Linked DNA regions of Pan troglodytes: region 1 is linked to region 2. The links are chromatin contacts, called in public Hi-C maps. All regions are on one chromosome and are shown on one strand. Each heading gives the region's core, a stretch centred on a gene start, on an enhancer-like site or on the middle of the called end of the contact. The rest is flanking DNA. Distances are from core to core; before and after follow the strand shown.

Evidence for each region. Hi-C and Micro-C count contacts between places; a contact is called where the count stands out from the background.
Region 1: a contact with region 2 is called in a Hi-C map of stem cell-derived neural progenitor cells, with 7 times the contacts expected there. The contact joins the promoter of RGS4 here to the promoter of NUF2 in region 2. A contact is called at or near these places in 3 of 7 Hi-C or Micro-C datasets (blood, induced pluripotent stem cells and stem cell-derived neural progenitor cells), 1 of 1 datasets of contacts at active chromatin or transcription factors (stem cell-derived excitatory neurons) and 1 of 1 other capture datasets (stem cell-derived neural stem cells).

Annotation. Positions count from the first base shown.
Region 1 is chr1:86,046,345-86,050,012 of NHGRI_mPanTro3-v2.0_pri, forward strand. It overlaps RGS4 (regulator of G protein signaling 4), which reads right to left and starts at 2,129. Exons shown (of 6, transcript XM_513957.6): 1 at 1,789-2,129; 2 at 1,253-1,529. The coding sequence starts at 1,846.
Region 2 is chr1:85,792,997-85,796,683 of NHGRI_mPanTro3-v2.0_pri, forward strand. NUF2 (NUF2 component of NDC80 kinetochore complex) reads right to left here and starts at 1,257. Exons shown (of 14, transcript XM_001174497.4): 1 at 874-1,257. LOC134808622 reads left to right here and starts at 968. Exons shown (of 5, transcript XR_010151964.1): 1 at 968-1,464.

The DNA of each region.
Region 1 (3,668 bases), core at 879-3,378, 250 kb after region 2:
CTTAACTCTTTGAGGACAGAGCTCTAGTATTATCTTTTATCTGTTTTGCAAAATATTTACCAGAGCATAACTTTCTCCTGACACTCTTGTATTTTTGTATGGTTCATTTCATATGTAAGTTAAGTGAAGCTTGAAGTAATTTGCTCCACTCCATTCAGAAAATTAAGCGTGAAGGTCAGAGGAACTCATTTCGTAGATACTCTCTGCCAGACCCTCCTGCTTCATTTTAAAGAAGCCATCGATACTTCCATACTCCCGAATGACAGAATATTTGAAAAGTAAATGTTTTAATAGTACATAAAAAATTATGTTTTCTGAGATTGTTTCCAAAATAAAATTTGTGGTAATTTCTATTTGCAGCGCTATAAGAAAGCAGGTAGTATACCTTTAGGTTGACTTTTTACCTTTGACTGCAAGATTAAGTAATGTAATATGCACTCATTTTTGTGTTTAATTTTCAACTGGCTAATATATGATCTTTTTCTGAATGCATTTCTTTATACCTTTTTTGAACAAACCAAAAACAAATGAATAGCTGTATGTCTGTAAGGTCTTTTAAAAAAATCAAGAGAGTATATTAACAAAACAATGTCTTTAAGATGAGATCTTCTACAAAACTAGTAACTGATTTGTAATGATCAATATTTCTCAACCAAACTCATATGAGACACTTCAAGAACTAGAGATGGGGCAGAGAGATAAGGAAGATCTGGCTTTGAAACTCATATCTCATTGTAACATTTGCTTATAAGAACATAGAGAGTGAAAGTTACTGCACCACCACACGGAAAGCATAGTGCCTTTCTGATGATGGAGCCAAACCTCATTCTGGGGTACCTTTCCTGAAACAAGTTGTAGCATACAATCAGAAAGCCCAGAGCCAGGCTTCTATGTACTCCAGGGATGCTCAAATAGCAGTAGTAATCACAGATGGAGATATTACAGATCACTGTACATAGCCTCAAACCTCATCTCGCTTCTTAATTAAAACTAGCTTTCTTAGACCTGGCTTAAAGAACAGAACAGTTCTCAAAACTGAGGTCACATAAAACAACACATAAGGGCTGAAATTTCGGGAGCACATGTCTTAAGTCACAGTATCTAGCTAGTCTTGGAGGAAAGTTAGAAAGTCGTGATCTCCTGACCACACTGTTTCTAATTGCACAGAACTAGGTTAGTAAGTACAACATGTAAATAACTGAGAAAGTCTAGCCAAAAGTTTAATATGGTTAATGGCTGAAAGCAATCTTACCTCCTCAAGCAAGAAGCCGGCAGACCTGCAAGCCCTTTGCACATCTTATTTAACAGCTTGGAATTCGCAAGCAGGAAAGAAATGCGGCAGGAGGAGCTGTGGCTTCGGCTTTGAGCGTACTTTGCCTCTTCTCCGGTAAAGATATTGTCAGAATCCTCTGAGCGTCTTCCTGCTAAGCCTGTAGGAGTCTCTTTTATAGCCCAGCTACGACCGTCCAGCCAATCAGACGACCGCTCTGCAGTACCAGCTCCTCTGTCTCCCTCTGCCTCTCCAGCCCCTGAAAGAGATGAGGAAGAAAAGACTGACGCATCAGCAATGTTAAGTGAACGAGCAGAGAAAATCCTTCTGAAAAGTAGGGATATGGGAAAAAATGTACTCAATGTCTCTACCAATGTCAGAGGTTTAGAATTTCTAGAAAAGGAAAAAAAGTGTACAATGCTGCAAAATATAGTTTTTATTCATATGTCTGTAAAAAAAAAATATCAAGGAAGTTGCTTCCTGGAAGGAAAAGTACCAGCAGGAATTCTGGAGCTTACTTAGGAGCTGACTCCCAATGCCCTTCCTCTTTTGGATTAGAAGCATCATATTATACATGGTCCAAGATCTGATCCTCACGATTTCCAAAAGGGAGCTGGCAGGATCATCGTCTCCACGCAGTGATTTGCGGAAGTTGCCTTGGTTGTTATGCAAACAAGAAGGTGGAGAGAAATAGCTGGATGACAGACAGTTATAAGCCCGGCAGCATACAGAAACTACCCTAGGAAAAATAGATTTGCTATATCTGTAATCAACCTGACTGAGGAATACTTTTCTAGAAATCTTGGTAACAACAGAATTCAGCCTAGCACTGACGGTTTCTCCTTCACATGCCTGCGTCCTGTAAAAAGTCTAAACCGGCAGCTCGAGGAACAAAGGAGGGAGTAGATGAGCAAATATACACAGCAATTCTTATATCAAATGGGTTTATGTCTTATGTAATTCTAAGTCTCCAAACTGATATTTCAAAAGATAAAGAAAGAGAGATGTAGAGAGAAAGAGAGAGAGCAGGCAGAAAAATATGTAGTTTGCTTTGCGTATCACCAGCCTTCAAACTGATTGTAAGAATATTAAGCCCTATAGGTGTTTCTGAACACCTGGACAATCAGTATCTTTTACATACAATATCATGAACTGAAATGCCTGCATGGACAGAATCATTCAGGTGTTTCACATCTTATAGCCATATACCAAATACCTACACCAGAGTTACAGAGGAAAGCTATAAGTGGAAGAAGGGAATTAATTGCTAGATCTGACCAAAACAGCTTTCATTTAGAAAGCAGATGGGTTCCTGATCATAGGCTACAGTGAGCTAAACTTTATATATAAGAAACAGAGGCATCAAATAGTTTAGGTGGAAGAGATGAAAAATAGTTGGGTTCCAGTGAGATGCAAAATACCAAAAATATAGAAAGAATGGCACAAAGCAATGCCCATATGTGGCCCTACCCAATACGTGCCCTTGAACATCCCACACTGCCCCCACTACCAACACGTTCCATGACTAGCAGAGCAAGGAGACAGCAGACAAATGTAAAATGGTGGAGGGACCATAATCTACAGAAGATGCATTTAAATTATAGGAAAAATCTCTAGCCACCCATAAGAGGGCATTTATTAGATTAGCTACTGGGCAACTTTTCCTTGAATTATAACATAGAACAAATGAATGTTGACAGTCATCCTTGATGGTGGTGTGGAAGGAACTGCAGTGCAATGTGAAACTAGGGAGGCCCTCAGACCAAGGAAGATGGACCAGGGAAATGAATCAGTCAGAACTGACATTAAAGAGGTCAGACTAATTAAAAGGGAAAGAAGGTCACTCAAAGAAAGACCATGGCCTTCTTTGTTTACCTGGGCACCTAAAAGAGTGATCACTCAAATAGATTGATTTTAGGAACATAAGTGAGTACCCAAAAAGATTTACTGATGCCTGAAATTCCACAATAAAAGCTTTATGTCTTGCACTTAGAATAAGAGAAGCCTGATTTGTCATGAGTTAAAATAAATCACTGCAATAGATGGGACTTTAAAGACAAAATGGGACTTCAAAGGCAATCTAGCCTAACACTCTTATTTCACCAAAAAGGAAATAGAGACCCAGAAAGAGAAAGTGACTTGCTGAGGTTACAGCTTCTTACTAACAGAGCTGGGTCCAGATACAGGTGTCTCGATACTCAGTTATGTGGATTGTCCACCATGCTATCCTATCACTCAACAGTCTTATCAAATAAGGTAAACTGTGTAAATAGAGATATTTCTAAACTACAAAGTGCTAGTCAAATAATTTTTATCATTCTATTATACACAGTATAGAACATAACCCAAAATTAATTTTACACATTTTATTCAAGGAGTGTTCACTTGCCCAATTTGT
Region 2 (3,687 bases), core at 7-2,506:
CATATCAAATTCAAATTTTTCTGCTAGGCTTCTAAACCCTTTAATAATTGAATGAAATTTCTGCTCCAAGTTAGTCTCCTAACTTTCCAAACTTCCAGTATTTCCTTTTGGAACCTCCTCCAATATCCAAATTCTATCATTCTTTCCAAGTACAATTTCAGTTACAATTTATTCATTAACGAGAGATGAAGAAAGACACTTTCCAACTACATAGTTTGAGCTCCTAGGTGGGATAAAGTATATAAATGACTTAATATATATGCAGTAATACTCTAACCAGTAGCAAAGATTAACCGCTAATTACTCATCTGGTTTCTCATTTATTTGCAGCACCACGATGCTGAGCAGAGTGAGTAGGTACTAAAAGTACTCTGTTAAATTTTACACACTTCCTTTTGTTAAAATAAACTATTTGTGGACATCACAGTTCCACAAGGCAGAGATTAAACAAAAATAAACAGAAATGGCTCCCAACTTCAATGAATTAAGTAAAACGTTCCTTGAACTTTTAAAGGGAACAATGATCGCGTTACGCATGCGTAGTGCTATATATGCGCTGCTCTTTTCCTTTGAATTTTGGATTAGGTGTGATATTTTTGCCTTTTCATTCATGGTTTTGGATTTGGTTAAGAAACGTTTGGCAACGGAGATGTGTAAAAAGCTGACAAGCATCTGCAGCCAAATAAACCACATTACCACCGCCTTTCCAAAAATCACACATAAATGTATGCCTAAATTGAACAATTTCAGCTCAAGCTCGTCTTCTTCGGTCTATGCTGCACCAGAAAACACCCGTTAGTTTAGTAGGAACTGAGCTCTGGTTGTTTCTGGGACTAAAATCAAATAAAAAATAACGATGGGCCCGCCCCTCACCTCCCAGGCTCTGGTTTCTTCCGCCTCCTCCCACCGCTGAGCACGACGAAAACACCGCCAGGCCCAGCGTCCCGGCACCTGCCCGCGCCTTGGGATGGAGAAGGCGTCTGTCTGCAGGCTTCCTTCCTCCGTCCTGTCGCGCTCACCTACAGTGCCGGCCGCTGACAGGAAGACGGCGAGTTCGGCGAGCAGCTACAAGCAAAGTCAAAAATCAGCAAACGTCAACCGTCGTCACTTTTCAAACTTGCCGCCTCCTACTGGAAGTCCCGCCCCATTCCGCCAAGCCCACGTCCAACCCCGACGGATGCCGGTTGGGCTCAAGAGACGCCAGGCAGGTGAGACTGGAGTTGTCATGGAAGGGGCAGGGCGCAGGGCGGAACCATTGCTCGCGGAGCTGGCGTCGAGTCGGAACCTCGGACTGCAGGAAGTGGGAGCACCGCGGTTTCGGGGAAGAGACCGGGGTTGAGCGTCTAGCCCAGCTCAGCGTGACTTCCGCCAGCGTTTAGAACGTTTTCGGGGTCCGAGTTGAAGAGCAAAACCAAGTGAAGGAAACTTCACTAAGTTCAGGGTGACAAGGGAGGAAGTACAGAGGTAATTTATAGAATTCCAGAGTAATAATAACTTGTTGAACATTGATTATGTGCCGGGTTTTGTTAGATGCTTATAAGCATCATCTCATTTAGACTTCATTAAAGGGAAGAAAAGGGAGAGTGGAGAGATACTATCATCCCCTCAGGTGAGGGCTCTGAATCAGAGAATGCAGTTCTCTGCGCACAGTAGTTCACAAGTAGCATAGCTTGGAGATGAACACACATCCTCTGACTCTGTGCTCATAAGCACGACTTCAAGAGGTGGAAGGAACATAACAGTTCATCTGGTCAAATCCTCTCGCTTTTACAGATATGAAAACTGGACTCAGAGGGAAGTGATTTGTTAGAAGTTATACAGTAAGTGGGACTGTAAAGTAGAAACCAGGTCTCCTGATTTTAGCTTCTCCCTCTTCGATCAGTGCTTTTCACCTCTGAACTGTTCCCCAAATTTGCACATTCCTGAGTGAGTTGCATTCTTCAGATAAGGGGCCCTGAAATCTGTATTTTTTTACATGGTATTTTGTTTGTTTGTTTTGGCAAGAGTGGAAACACTGCATTTAACACAAGTTAGGAAGCCATGGCAGGCCTAGTTGTCAGGGGAGAAAGCCATTAAGTTTTATTGAGGTTTGGGACACGAGAAGACGTAATAGGACTTGTATCTGGTCACAGAGTAGAGCATCATCTGGTGACAGTCGTGTGTTGGATGGGGAACCTGAACTGAATTATGTGAAAAAAGTGCTAGAAAGGTTGTATTGAATGTAGACACAAATTCCTTTGCTTTGTCCTGTCCTGAAGAACTAAACCTATTGATAGTGAAGTCTATACCAATTCTAAATAAAAATACATTTCATATCATTAGTTCAGGGCTTTTGTCTTTCCTTTCAATGTCTATTTACTGATGTAAGTCTCAAAGTCGGAATCTAGTAAGACCCAAAAGGAGATTAAGAAAATAGATTTTAAAAAATTTTAGAGTCAGTGAGGAAAGCAGAAAAAAGAGACCTGTTTCATTGACACTTGCCAAATCAAATTGATTACTGATACGTGCATAATTTCCACCAAATTATATGTCCTTAGAGGCAGGGAAGGGAACCATAGCGTAGTGACTGAGAGCACATCTCTACGGTCAAAGGGAATTGGATTGAAATCCCTGATCACACCATTTACTACCTAGGTGGACTTAGGCGAGCTATTTAACCTAACTGAGCTCGTTTCTGCATCTTTAAAATAGGGTGACAGTTCTCTCTGCTTTATAGGGTATCATGAAGATTAAGTGAATTAGTTCCTGTAGAGTGCTTAATTAAGTGCCTGGCAAAATTGTGAGTACTTGAAAAGTATTAGCTGTTATTTTGACTATTATTATTTATACATGGTCCCTAGGAAAATACCTTGCAAGTGGCAAGTGCTCAACAAATGTCTAAATTGTTGTTGAGAATCTAGAAAAAAAAACCAAGCGATTTATGTGAAAGCCAAGATTAGAATGGACCATGGAGAAAAATGAGGCAAAGGAAGAAAAGAGCAAGACAACCATTTTGTTGTATCAACAATAAATATTGTTTATTTGGGGGTTAATATTACTATTGATGTGATAAATTGAGTTATATTAGAAGTAAATTATTTATTTAAAAAATGAGTGTTTATTCAAATTACCTTAATTAGAAGGTTAAATCTGACTTTTTAAAACTTTTAGTTGCCTGATACTGGTCAGTGTAAGGTAGAAGGTGGAACATCAGAATTCTCACCCTAGACATTAGTCTAAGAGTTTTGTTATCACCCATAAAAACACAGACTATGGCAGAAAACTTTAGTATTCTTTCTGATTGTAGCATCATAATTTTATACCCTCACCTGTGCTACATTTGCCCTACTATTTCATTTTCCCTGACAGCACTCCTGCTAATACCTCCCTTCACAGCCTAGACTGCATGGTTTATCAGCATCCAAACTTCCTGTGTCTGATGCCTCTGACCCAGGTGCCTGTCAAAATCTTATCCCTGAATCTTGTCTGTAAATCCTTAGCTGGAAACACTGGAGAAAATGACACAAAGTGACATATGACAGATTGTCAGTCTCCATCTTCAGCTCTTTCCCTGATTCCTGACAATCCTTTAATTTATCATCAGTAATTTCCCTGTCCTGTAACTTTCAGTGATTTCTCACAAACTTTACCCTTTCTTCATTCCTCTTCCCAACCTAAATTCCTCTCTTTAATAGAAAGTGACCAGAG